4 separate regions of the Mus musculus genome follow, and all the other regions are linked to region 1. Evidence: chromatin contacts called from public HiChIP or PLAC-seq data. All regions are on one chromosome and are shown on one strand. Each heading gives the region's core, a stretch centred on a gene start, on an enhancer-like site or on the middle of the called end of the contact. The rest is flanking DNA. Distances are from core to core; before and after follow the strand shown. Region 1 overlaps Grap2 (GRB2-related adaptor protein 2). Region 2 overlaps Tab1 (TGF-beta activated kinase 1/MAP3K7 binding protein 1). Region 3 has its middle 6.2 kb from the start of Gm46521. Region 4 overlaps Cacna1i (calcium channel, voltage-dependent, alpha 1I subunit).

Evidence for each region. HiChIP or PLAC-seq counts read pairs in DNA pulled down with a chosen protein or histone mark.
Region 2: a FOXA1 HiChIP or PLAC-seq map of pancreatic cancer cells shows a contact between it and region 1. The contact joins two enhancer-like sites. A contact is called at or near these places in 3 of 39 promoter capture datasets (the 3T3-L1 cell line, hippocampal neurons and neural stem cells), 1 of 115 datasets of contacts at active chromatin or transcription factors (pancreatic cancer cells) and 1 of 9 other capture datasets (macrophages).
Region 3: an H3K4me3 HiChIP or PLAC-seq map of bone marrow-derived macrophages shows a contact between it and region 1, with 5 times the contacts expected there. The contact joins two enhancer-like sites. A contact is called at or near these places in 4 of 484 Hi-C or Micro-C datasets (B cells, adipose-derived mesenchymal stem cells, bone marrow-derived macrophages and 1 more), 3 of 115 datasets of contacts at active chromatin or transcription factors (the HPC-7 cell line, bone marrow-derived macrophages and pancreatic cancer cells) and 1 of 9 other capture datasets (embryonic stem cells).
Region 4: a contact with region 1 is called in a BATF HiChIP or PLAC-seq map of CD8 T cells, with 5 read pairs. The contact joins two enhancer-like sites. A contact is called at or near these places in 1 of 15 datasets of contacts at CTCF or cohesin (the NIH/3T3 cell line), 3 of 484 Hi-C or Micro-C datasets (B cells, bone marrow-derived macrophages and nephron progenitors), 7 of 115 datasets of contacts at active chromatin or transcription factors (CD8 T cells, effector CD8 T cells, embryonic basal ganglia and 4 more) and 2 of 9 other capture datasets (embryonic stem cells and macrophages).

What each region holds. Positions count from the first base shown.
Region 1 is chr15:80,637,871-80,640,752 of GRCm38.p6, reverse strand. It overlaps Grap2 (GRB2-related adaptor protein 2), which reads right to left. Exons shown (of 8, transcript NM_001289442.1): 4 at 2,189-2,308. Among named protein-coding and RNA genes, the nearest start is that of Mir6957, 6.8 kb to the left of the region's middle. Within about 2 kb of position 1,507, at least 80 of the 459 cell types and tissues checked have an H3K27ac peak or open chromatin away from gene starts, as enhancers often do. A contact at or near this core is called in CD8 T cells, the HPC-7 cell line, bone marrow-derived macrophages and 1 more, where this site is marked.
Region 2 is chr15:80,136,606-80,139,487 of GRCm38.p6, reverse strand. The region is part of intron 1 of Tab1 (TGF-beta activated kinase 1/MAP3K7 binding protein 1); the gene reads right to left. Gm31253 (a long non-coding RNA gene) reads left to right here. Exons shown (of 3, transcript XR_384256.4): 1 at 1-2,882. Among named protein-coding and RNA genes, the nearest start is that of Tab1, 4.9 kb to the right of the region's middle. Within about 2 kb of position 1,432, at least 61 of the 459 cell types and tissues checked have an H3K27ac peak or open chromatin away from gene starts, as enhancers often do. A contact at or near this core is called in pancreatic cancer cells, where this site is marked.
Region 3 is chr15:80,217,948-80,220,829 of GRCm38.p6, reverse strand. No RefSeq gene overlaps it. Among named protein-coding and RNA genes, the nearest start is that of Gm46521, 6.2 kb to the left of the region's middle. Within about 2 kb of position 1,394, at least 161 of the 459 cell types and tissues checked have an H3K27ac peak or open chromatin away from gene starts, as enhancers often do. A contact at or near this core is called in the HPC-7 cell line, bone marrow-derived macrophages and pancreatic cancer cells, where this site is marked.
Region 4 is chr15:80,318,096-80,320,977 of GRCm38.p6, reverse strand. Cacna1i (calcium channel, voltage-dependent, alpha 1I subunit) reads right to left here. Exons shown (of 37, transcript NM_001044308.2): 3 at 508-619. Among named protein-coding and RNA genes, the nearest start is that of Gm31319, 30 kb to the right of the region's middle. Within about 2 kb of position 1,492, at least 53 of the 459 cell types and tissues checked have an H3K27ac peak or open chromatin away from gene starts, as enhancers often do. A contact at or near this core is called in CD8 T cells, where this site is marked.

The DNA.
Region 1 (2,882 bases), core at 258-2,757:
AAAAGTCAAGATCAAGTTTCTTAAACTCAAAGGCACCAAAAGATGCACTTCAGCCCAACAAATTGCTTGGTGCAGCTTGAGACCAAGGCCCTTAAAAACAAGTTTGATTGGGGCTGGAGAGTTGGTTTGGTGGTTAAGAGTACAGGATGCTCTTCCAGAGACCTGGGGTTGGATTCCCAGCATCCAGTTTCAGGAAATCAATCGCCCCCTTCTGCCTTCCACATGCACTTCATATACACGGTATGCAGACATACATGCAAAATCCATACACACAAAATTTTACCAAAAAAAAATAGGGTTGGTTGGCTTATTTATAGACCAAATTTTCTCTAATGAAGATCCAAGGAGTTTAGACTTTGGGATATTAATATTGGCTTGAGCTAATATTTAGGACTGCCCGACATATGAAATTTTAGTTAAGGAGAATTAGGAGCATAGACCTAGTGACAAGTCTCTGTGGGTGTGATGGTTTGAATAAGAATGGTCCCCATAGGCTCATGTATTTAAATGCTTAGTCACCAGTGAATGGCACTACTTGAAAGGATTAAGAGGTGTGGTCTTGTTGGAGGAAGTGTGCCACTTGGGGTGCCTCTCCTTCCTTCTTCTCCACCTCTTTCTCTCTCTTGGCCCACAGAGCAGGATGTAGCTCTCAACTACTTCTCCAGCACCATGTCTGCCTGCTCGCTGCCAGGCTTCCTGTCATGATAATGGACTCACTCTGAAACTGGAAGCCACCCCCCAATGACATGCTTTTGTTAATGAGAGTTGCCTGGTTGTGGTATCTTTTCACAACAACAGATCAGTGACTGAGACAGTGGGTAAAGGTGTCGTCCACCAAGCTTGATTCCCCAAGTTCAGTCTCGGGGACCCATGTGGTAGAAGGAGAGCCTCAATTCCTTAAATATATCTTCTGACCTCCACATGTGCAAATATGTGCCCCAGCTACCACATATGTCACACACACACACACACACACACACACACACACACACACACACACACATTCACTTACACACATACAATATATATATATATATATATATATATATATATATTCTTTTTGTTTTAGCAAGATGTCAAAGTTGATGACATTAAGGAGACAATGTGACAAGGTTGTGACATTAAGTACACTCTGAGGTGAACAAGCCTAGAGACAACTGGCCCATTAGTCCTTCCTGCCTATGCTTTAAAAGTTCCTCTCTCTCTCTAAACAAAGCAGCCAGTTTATCACCAGAGATTAGATTCTCAATAGAAGCAATAAAGCCTCACACCTTTAGAAACCTATCAACTAAGGCGGGGTAGCATTGCCTGTCAATTCACCGGGCAGGGGTGTGAGTTCTGTGTAGGCTCTGGCCTCCTCTGCTAAGAGCTGCATTTCTTGCATTACGTGGTCAAGTCTCTGACTTGCAGTCTTTGACATGCTGACCACACACACTGCCCGCAGAGCTGGGGTTTCTCAGCTTAGGTCTGTGTCACATCCTTGCCTGGACTGAGTCACTTCCTGTAAGGTGCAGCGGTGCAAGGGTTACGGTGTCAAAGTTCTCTCTGATCCCCCTCACCGGGGGCCTCCCTCATCTCTGTTCTGCTCTTTTCGATTTGGCTTTGGCTTTGCCGTGACCCTGCTGGGGGAAAGCAGCCTCGCTCTGGGTCCAGCAGCAGCGTGGGATTTCTGCTCTCCTCTGGCCTTTCTTCAGCCATCTACTGACAGAAACAGACAAGGTTAAGAGATAGCCAAGTGGGAGGTCCTTTCCTTCTTCCTCTCCTACTTCCATAGATGCTTCTTGTGTCTGGCGCTGTCCAGAGCACACATACAAAACATATCAACTTGCTTTCTGAAAATATTTGGGCAGGACAGGGAAACAGATAAATACACACTTGTTTCTTTTTTTCTCTTCAACTTGTTCTTAATATGTAGCCTTGGCTATCCTGGAATTCACTATGTAAACCAGGCCAGCCTTGAACTTACAGAGATCAGCCTTGGCTCTGCCTCTTGAATGCTGGAATTAAAGATATGTATGACCACTACACAGGTCATTTTGAACAGAAATCAGGATGTGGAGGAGCTGAGGAGACATGTTCTGGGGAAGAAATAGTCCAGTAGTTAAAGAGATGCCACCATGTTTCTGACCAGTGGCTGATCTGGCTTCAGCAGGCTGAGAAGGATCAAGGCGGGTTTAGTTGTCAGTACCTGACAGAGATGGAGAAGTCTCCTGGGGAACTCTGGCTGGCCCTGATGATGAAGAATCCAATGTCCTTGCCCATGAGTAAGTTTTCTGCTTGATGTCGAGAGAGGCCTTCATGGAACCACCTATTGCAAGACAGGGTAAAAAGAGTTCTTTGAGACACGTGATGGTGGTGCGGAGGGAGAAGGGACATGGAAAAGAGGTGACTTGAGGGAGGAGGCCAGGGACGGTGAGTCAGGGTTTGGGGCATGCATTCTAAAGATTTATTTATTTATTTATTTATTTAATGTATAAGAGTACACACCATAGCAGTATAGATGGTTGTGAGCCTTCATCTGGTTGTTGGGAATTGAATTTAGGACCTCTGCTTGCTCCGGACAACCCCACTTACTCCAGTCTTGGCCCCGTTCACTTAGTCCCTTCTTGCTCCAGCCCAAAGATTTATTTATTATAATAAATAAGTACACTATCACTGTCTTCAGATGCACCAGAAGAGGGTGTCAGATCTCATTATGGATGGTTGTGAGCCACCATGTGGTTCCTGGGATTTGAACTCAGGACCTTCGGAAGAGCAGTCAATGCTCTTACCTGCTGAGCCATCCTACCAGCCCTGGCATGCATTCTAAAACCTAGCAATGGTGGCTAACTGCTTCCAGGGAAGCAATGTCCACTGCTCTGTAATTGCTCTCTTTGTTCTTG
Region 2 (2,882 bases), core at 183-2,682, 500 kb after region 1:
AGTGGAGACCTGGGCTCCAGGAGAACACTGCACAAGGTCTCAGAGGCTATTTCCAGCGGCTTCAGCATGAGTACTAGGCATTCCACATTTAGGTTACTGACCATGTGACCGCTGGCCAATGTCGTATTTTAGTCTAGTACTGTCAAACGGCTCACTACTTGAAATCTGTATTCTTCGGGTGTACTGGCTAGGTTTTGTGTCAGCTGGACACAGATTAGAATTATCAGAAAGGAAGGAGCCTCAGTTAAGGCAATGTCACCATGAGATCCGGCTGTAAGGCATTTTCTCAATTAGTGATCAATGGGGAAAGGCCCAACCCACTGTGAATCGTGCCATCCCTGGGCTGGTAGTCCTGGGTTCAAGCAAGCCAGGCTAGGAGAGCAAGCCAGTAAGCGGCATCTCTCCACGGCCTCTGCATCAGCTCCTGCCTCCAGGTTTCTACTGTTTGGTTTCTTGTCCTGACTTCCTCCAATGATGAACAGCAATATGGAAGTGCAAGCCAAATAAAATAAACCCCTTCCTCCACAACTTGTTTTTTGGTCATGGTGTTTCACAGCAATTGAAACTTAAGACACACATGTAACACACTGACCTCATAACAGTGCCCTAGGACCTGTGACAAATGGGTAGTTCTCCTACACTCTGGGTGCTCTGTCAACAAGAGGCCCAGTAGCCTTGTGCCTCAGACACAAGCCCCAGCAAGTAACCAGCCAAGGCCAGAAGGCCGTGTCGCTGTGAGCCAGGAAGATTTGGCTCTGACTTTACAGACCCACTCAGAAGCATTCTTGCTATGTCGTGGCTGACTGAGCTTTGCGCGTGGTCTCCTGTTCCTCGCTTGTTTTGCCAGGGACTATCCACAAGAATCGTCCACAGAGGATTCTATTAACACGTCTGCCAAGTCTCATCCTTCCTCCACACTGCTCAACAATTTCTGGAAAGGTCGCATATTTGCCACTCACACAAACCACCCACTCCTCCACCCATGCACTAACTGATGCATACTTTCTCCCACGGCTCCAAATGCCAGGCCAAGAGCTCAGGGGGCGCTAGCCCTGGAGAAGCTGAAAAGGGGGTGTTTCACACTCCAAGTCTCAGCACAGAGCAACACACACACACACACACACACACACACACACACACGCACACACACACAGTGAGCACAGGAACCAAGATTCCTCCCTCATTCAAAAGAACAGTTCCTAAAATTCAACAGAAAGTGTGCCGAGTGGCCACATCAAAGGCCCTAATTCCTGCCGGTCTTGTCTTGAGAGGGAGCCCCCTACAGTCCTGCTGTGCTCTGAAAACTCATAGTGACCCTTGTGTGTGTGGCCTCAGAGGCTTCACAAACACCTGTGCATGTTTGTTTAAGAATGAGTTCCTCACATTCTCATGGACTCTTATCGAAATCAAGGTCTGCAGTAATAGTTCCCACACGACTCATCTCAAAACCCCCGGCAGACAAGTGGACAAAGCCCTGTTCCCTGTTCAGGCCACAGCTTGAATATCAAATTATGGCATGAAAAGGCTGAGTGTTTCTGTGGTGAAAGCAATCCATTGCCACAGAGACCAAAAAGAAGCTTGGGGGGGGGGGGGGCAATGGCCCTGGGAAGATGGCTTAGGGTGAGGGACAGCAGTTCCTTCTCTCCAATAAACCTCTTGTATGACCCACTTCTCTGAGGCCAACTCACTCCAGGCTCCCACTGCCTTCCAGAGCTCCATCAAATGCTCTATGCTGCTGTCAGACTCCATGATGGACGCTCACAAGGCTCCTAAGAACTGCGGGATGGTCTCTGCAGACCAGACCAGCAGCTGGACCCCCATCCCAGGCTGGTGAGTAGCTAGTACACCGCTCAGGTATTGACACATGTACGTTGTTCTTTCTTTCCTTCCTTTTCCCCCTATTGCTGGGGATGGAACCTGAGGACTTGTGCACACTCTTCCATGAGCCTTATCACCAGCCCTGGATACACACAGTGTGTGTGTGTGTGTATCCTGAATATATGTTTTTTTCCAGTGGGCACATTTGCTTAGAGACAAGGCCTCATATAGTCAAATTCAAGCCCCTCACCCTCTTGCCCAGCTTCCCAAGTCCCAGGATTACAAGACTGTCCTTACGCTCTGTTTTATGAGGTGCTGGGAATCAAACACAGGTCTTCATGCACATTAGGCACACGACCACCTGAGCGCAGCCCTGCGCTTGTTTAAGGTGCACAGGGGAAAAAGCATAGGCCGCAGCATGTGATCGCATAAATATCATTCCTCAGGACAAACTTCAGTCTAAACACGACTTCAGGGTGACAACATCCTTTGCTTGCTTAAAACTTGGGTTTTTTTTATATTTTGGGGGATATCATCTTACTGTGTTGCCAAGGTTGGCCACAGATGCCTGGACTCAAGTCTAATTCAGCCTCCTGAGGAGCAGGGATTACAGTCATAGTAACAAACCAAATGGATTTTGCTTTTGTTTGAGACAAAGTTTCTCTGTGTAGTTCTATCTGTTCTGGTTTTTACTCTGTAGAACAGGCTGGCCTTGAACTCTCAAAGATCTGCCTGATTCATTAACTATTATTAAATTACACAGAGTCTGTACTTGCTGTTTAGCATCTGTCAGGGCGTGTCGTCGTCATCCCCCACCACCACCCCTGCTCCAGCACAGTGCCTACCACAGGAGGAACACTCAAGGGTCACTGCAAGGCACTGGCTCACTCACAGCAGCACTGAAGACAGAAGTCTGCTGTTGAGGTGTAGAGGGCAACAGGTCCCTGTGCACACTGATAAGCATGAGGGAAACCAGGAATATTGAACACACAGGGTTGTCTCTTCAACAGAAGGCTGCATACCTGCTGTTGCCAGAGAGCTGGGGATGGATACTGTTCACGGCC
Region 3 (2,882 bases), core at 145-2,644, 420 kb after region 1:
CTACACAAAGAAACCCTGTCTCAAAAAAAAAAAAAAAAAAAAAGAGAGAGACAGAGAGAGAGATTAAAGGTTGATGCAGGGTCTTTCAAACCATATTTCTTGAGGCAGGTTTCCCACCGGACCCCAGAGCTTTCTGATTTACCTAGTCTAGCTCACTTGCTTCGGGGAATTCCTGTCTCCACTTCCTGAGGCTTACAGGTTGACCACCACACCTGCCTGGCATTTACATGAATACTGGGGATTTGAACTCTGGTCTTCGTGCTTGTACAACAAGTACTTTCTCTACTGGGTCCTCTCCCCACCCCCACCAGTGAGCTTTGAGCCCTGCCCCACTTCTTCTGCTTTCCCCAGTTAAAAGAGGGAACTCTGCATAACTTATGTAAATTTGATTTAAATGTGATTTTTGGCTACTGGGCTGGAGTGGTGCACATCTTTAGTGATCTCAGGACTCAGGAGGCAAAGGCAGGTAGATCTGTAAGTTTGAGGCCAGCCTGGTCTAAAGAGAAACCTGTCTCAATAGACAGACAAAAAGTTTCAAAAATTAAATAATGTGTGCCAAGCATGGTGGTGTAGATGTGAGTGTGTGTGAATGTGTGTGTGTGTGTGTGTGTGTGTGTGTGTGTGTGAGTGTGGGGGTGGGGATAGGGAGGTGTACTGTTGGTATTGGTGTTGTCTTAGTATTTACCCCTGGTTGTCTCGGAACTCAATGTGTAGGCTAAACTGGCCTTGAATTCACAGAGATCTGACTGCTTTTCTCTCTGCCTCCTGAGTGCTGGGATTAAAGGTGTGTAATACCGTATCTGAGTGTTTCTTTTTTCTTTGTAGGTTTTTTGTTTGGTTATTTTTGGGGTTTTGTTTTGTTTTTGTTTTAGACTGGGTCACATGCAGTCCAAGCTGGCCTCATACTCCTGGGTTGTTGAGTCATATCTGTCCCAGGCACATAAAAGCCATTCCAAAACATTCCAAAAGAGTAGCTACTGTTTGTGTGTGTGTGTACCTCAGGATACCTCCCCATATCCAGCTGATGGCACTGGATAAATGAGTGGTCAAGACCAGGATGGAGAGGACAGGGAAGTAATCTCAGATGGAAGCTGAGTTCCACACTGGCCCTGCCGAGTCTCAGGAGACCTCGATGCCTTGGGACCCTTGCAACAGGCAGCTGACCAGGGAGCTGGGCGCTGAGTAGGGAGGGCTCCCTGGAGAGGTGCAACCAGCCCTACTTTGTTGGGGATTGAGATCCACAGGCAGAGCAGACAGATTTCTAGGAAGATAAGAAGGTCAGCAGGACAATGAAGAAGCGGGAAGAGGCAAAGAAAAACAGATGAGTCACAGGGGCGAAGGGAAGAAGCCCAGGGAGGAAATGCATGACCCGTGTGTCACGTATACCACATCGAAGGAGGGGGAGGGGCACAGGGGATTTTTAAACCTCCACCAAGCTCAGACTCTGCTGCCAGGCGCATGCGCGCGCGCACACACAACTGCCCACCGCAGCTGGAGACCTGTAATACACACACCCCATCTGACAGATGAGCATCCAGGAGCCGGACGTGAGCAAGGGAGGGCTGCTAGGTGCTGAGGAGACCGGACATAGACAGCTGAGGTGCCAAGGGTGACATCTTGTCCTCATTTCTTTCAGAAAACTATCTGTTCTCTTCCTTGACTAGTAAAGGCTCAACTCTGACTTTCCTAAGCGTCTAAACTGATCTGAGATTCCACCCAAGTCATCCAGATCTGCTCAGGATGGTCAACAGACCTAACGGAAGCCAACAAGATCCAAGCCCAAGAGTTTATTTTGTTTGGGGGTTTTGGTTTTTCAAGACAAGGTTTCTCCGTGTAGTCCTAGCTGTCCTGAAACTCTGACAAGCAGGCTGGCCTCAAACTCAGAAATCCACCTGCCTCTGCCTCTCAGGTGCTGGGATTAAAGGTGTGCATCACCATGCCTGGCTCAGAAAATTTTTAAAGATTTTCATTTGTATTGATTTTTCAAAACAGGGTTTCTCCTGTAGTACTTGCTATCCTGGAACTCTCTGTAGACCAGGTTGGCTTCAAACTCAGGTCCCAAGAGATGCTCCTGCCTCTGACTCCTGAGAGCTGGGATTAAAGGCACACATCACCATCACCTAGCCAAGATTTGTCTTTCTTAATCTTATGAGTATTTTGTCTGTGTCTAAGTAAGGACACTGCAAACTTGTACTGGTGCCCACAGAGACCAGAAGAGAGCTCTAGGTCCCCTGAAACTGGAGTTACACATGGCTGTGGTAACTTGTGGGTGCTGGATATCAAACTCATGTCCCCTTAGAAAGCAACCCTTGTTAAGCTCTGAGCAGTCTCTCCAGGCCCACTAGCTTTACTTTGAGAAAGATCTAGTAAGTAACAAAATCTTGGCTAACCTGGAACTCTGTATGTAGACCAGGATGGCCTCAAACTTATAACAGTGTTCCTACCTCTATCTCTCAAATGCTGAGATTATGGAAGCACACCACCGTGCCCAGCTCAAGCACAAGACTGTGTGCCTGCACAGATGTGCACACAAGCAGATGTGCACTGGTTCACATGTGCATGTAGAGGCTAAGGTCCATGTCCAGTGTCATCTTTAGTCACTTCTCTACCTTGTTTTTAATTTTTTTTATGTATATGAGTACACTGTCGCTGTCTTCAGACACACCAGAAAAGGCATCAGATCCCATTACAGACGGTTGTTAGCCACGTGGTTGCTGGGAATTGAACTCAGGACCTCTGGAAGAGCAGTCAGTGCTCTTAACTACTGAGCCATCTCTCCAGCCCTCCACCTTATTTATTTATTCATATTTGAGACAGGGTGTCTCACTGAAGCTGGAGTTCACCCATTAGCTCGACTGCCTGGCCAGCAAACTCCAGGAACC
Region 4 (2,882 bases), core at 243-2,742, 320 kb after region 1:
GGACCCTGGGGCTGAGCACCAGGCTCCCTCATGATCTCTCTCATAATGGCACACATGGGGTAGCCCACTTTACAGCTAAGAAAACAAGACCAGAGAAGCCAAGTCACTTGCCCTGGGTCACACAGCAACTCTGTGCCAGGATTAAAATGAAACTCAGGTCCGGCTCCCAGGGACAGGCATCAAATATTCTACTTCTGTAAAATGGATACGTCCCCAGAGCCCTACTCTGTGGTACCTCACACCGTGCCTACAACCACGCAGATGCCACATCAGGGCCCACGAGTCCACAAGGGAGGAGGTATCAGGGAGCAGAGGCTGGCTGCGGGCAGAGAAATGTAGCCACTGCCTTCGCTGTGTGAATGGGATGGGGTGAGGAGCCTCAGCTGGGAAAACAAAGATGACAGGAGGGGCAATTCTTCAGAAGAGCTGAGGGGCTGAGCTACAGTAGAGCCCTGAGCTTGGAAGAGGACACCCGGCTGGGAGGGAGGGGACGACTGAGAGGCTCACCTGCAGGATCTTGCAGCGGTCTGAGAGGCACTCCATATCGTCACATGGCTGGTACATGCCCAGGGTCACACAGTTCAGCAGGATGACCAGCATGCTCACACACTCGAACCACGTACACCAAGTCAAGGAAGAACTGGTGGTGGAAGCGCGGCCTGGGGCGCCACACTCCTGAATGTGACACCCCAGGAACAGACATGCAGACCGTTTCTGCCCCCCACCCCCAACTCCACCCCCACCCCTGTGGACCTCTCAGTGACCCAGGTCCAAGCTTTCAGAGACAGTGCAGCTGGCCCGCCACACAGGTGCAACCCATGCCACACCCTGCAGGGAACCGAAACCAAATCAAACCACTGAAGCATCCACTGCAGGATGCCTCCAGGTCCCACCCAGGAAGGAGTGGCCCCCAGAAAGGGTCCCCAGACTCAACAGCTCTGATGCCGGCCTTCTCTTCTCCCTCTCCCATCCCTCTGCGGTGGCTTCATGCTTCCCATCCAAGGAATGGGTCTGCACTTCTGAGGCATCCCTGGACATGTTCTCCTGATCTGCCTATCTCTGTGGGGCTGAAGCTCACAGTCACCCTCTGACCGCTGCTCCCAAATCAGCCCAACCCAGAGACCTGGCTTCCCGGGTTCTGCCCCAGCAGAATCCTGCAGCCTGGAGCCAGGGCATCTAGAGATCAGCCCTTCAGGTCAGCCACAGGCCACCAGCAGGATAAGGGGATCCTACAGCCCAGAGAGAAGAGAACTGCCTGCTCATATCCCCCAAATGGCCTCTCCTCTTATACACAAGTCCTCGGGGCTAAGGAGATCTGTGCCCCCCCCCCAAAAAGTGCATCATGGTGAAGAAAAAAAAAAAAGTGAAACCACACAACAGCATAAATGACTGAGGTCAGACTCAGGGGTGAACTGCCAGATGAAGGAGCCTGTCTGATGACTCACTCTCTTCTAGTAGTTTCTCATCTACCAGGAAGCAGACTGACAACCCCTGCCACCAGCTGTACCCACATTCCTGTCCCTGACTCCAGCATTTAGCATCTGGGTACAGAGCTGCTATGTGCTGTCAGAGCAGCCAGCAGTGCCAGAGACCAGGGCCTGCCTGTGAACTCAATTCCCTGCGGTGAGTGGCTCTGGGGTCTCAAGCAAGTTCACAGCAGCTCCTCACTGGAGCTAAGGGGCACCTCACAGGTCCACAGAGGCTGTCCCGACCCCTCTTCTCAGAGTGCCTGCTGTGGCTCCCAGCTTCTCCTGGCTTAAAATCAGAAGCCCTCCACAAAGCTGGCCAGCACGACCTACCCTCTTCTCCTTCCCCCGACTGCCTCCCTCCCAGCCCGTGGTGGCCTGCTTTTCCTGTCTGGTCTCAGGCCATTCAGCCCCACAAGCTCCTCCCCCAGCAGCCCTCCAGCCTGACTCTCTCCCATCTAACGCTCATCCTCTCTGCCCACTTTTGAGCAGAGTCTGGGTCCCTGGGATCTACAAGCACTCAACTCCAACCAGAACAGCATGGAGATGCTCAACCAAGACTTGCCGAGTGAATACATGAGTTTATCTCAAGCTCCCCCCACCCCACCCCCCAGCCACACCAGTTCAACCCCAGCTCGGTGAAGCCACACCAGCCCACCACAGCCAGATGCCAACCACAGTGGACTGGGCCCCTCCTGCCTGCTAAGAGAACTGACCTAGTTTCCATGGCAACAGCCCCCTCTGCTCTCCAGACCCTGCTCACCTTGAAAGCTGACTTCCATGGCCTCTGTCCCTGCCCTGCTCCTTCCTGTCCCTGGCCTGGCTGCCACTCTCCCGCCATAGCCTGTAATTAATTTCAGTCGCTGCCAGGCCCCCTTTGAGCCCTAGCCTTGCTCCAGCAGTAGCTGTGTCATTAATTAACTTTTTTGAAGTTCAAACGTTCTAATTACCAGCGAGCATCCCCGTTCCCCTTGATTCCCTCCCCCCCTTCCCCCATTCATTACCTCCCTCTCATAGCCCAGTTTCTGCTGCCTCTGTCCTTCCTGGAGACCCAGGCCCAAGTGCACCTGATGGGCCCATTCACAGGTGGGGAAAGTCAAGACCCCTCTTTAGATCACGTGGCTGGGTTTTGTCTACATCAGACCTGCTGGGTTCCTCGGCCAGTGTCCCCTCCCGGCCCTTGGTCCTGTGTCTGCAATACTGCCCCTGCCTCCCTGGGGCTGCAGCTCTGGCTCCTGACTCTCCAGTGGGCCCTGTGTGATGTCAGCACTGAGTCCTCAGACTCCTTGATAAAACTAAATTCGATCCAAAGGGGAAACATATTTACACACCTGTGACAGTACACACCTGCAATCCCAGCACTGGGGAGGCTGAGGCAGGAAGTTTGAGGCCGACCAGAGCTACCCAGTAATACCT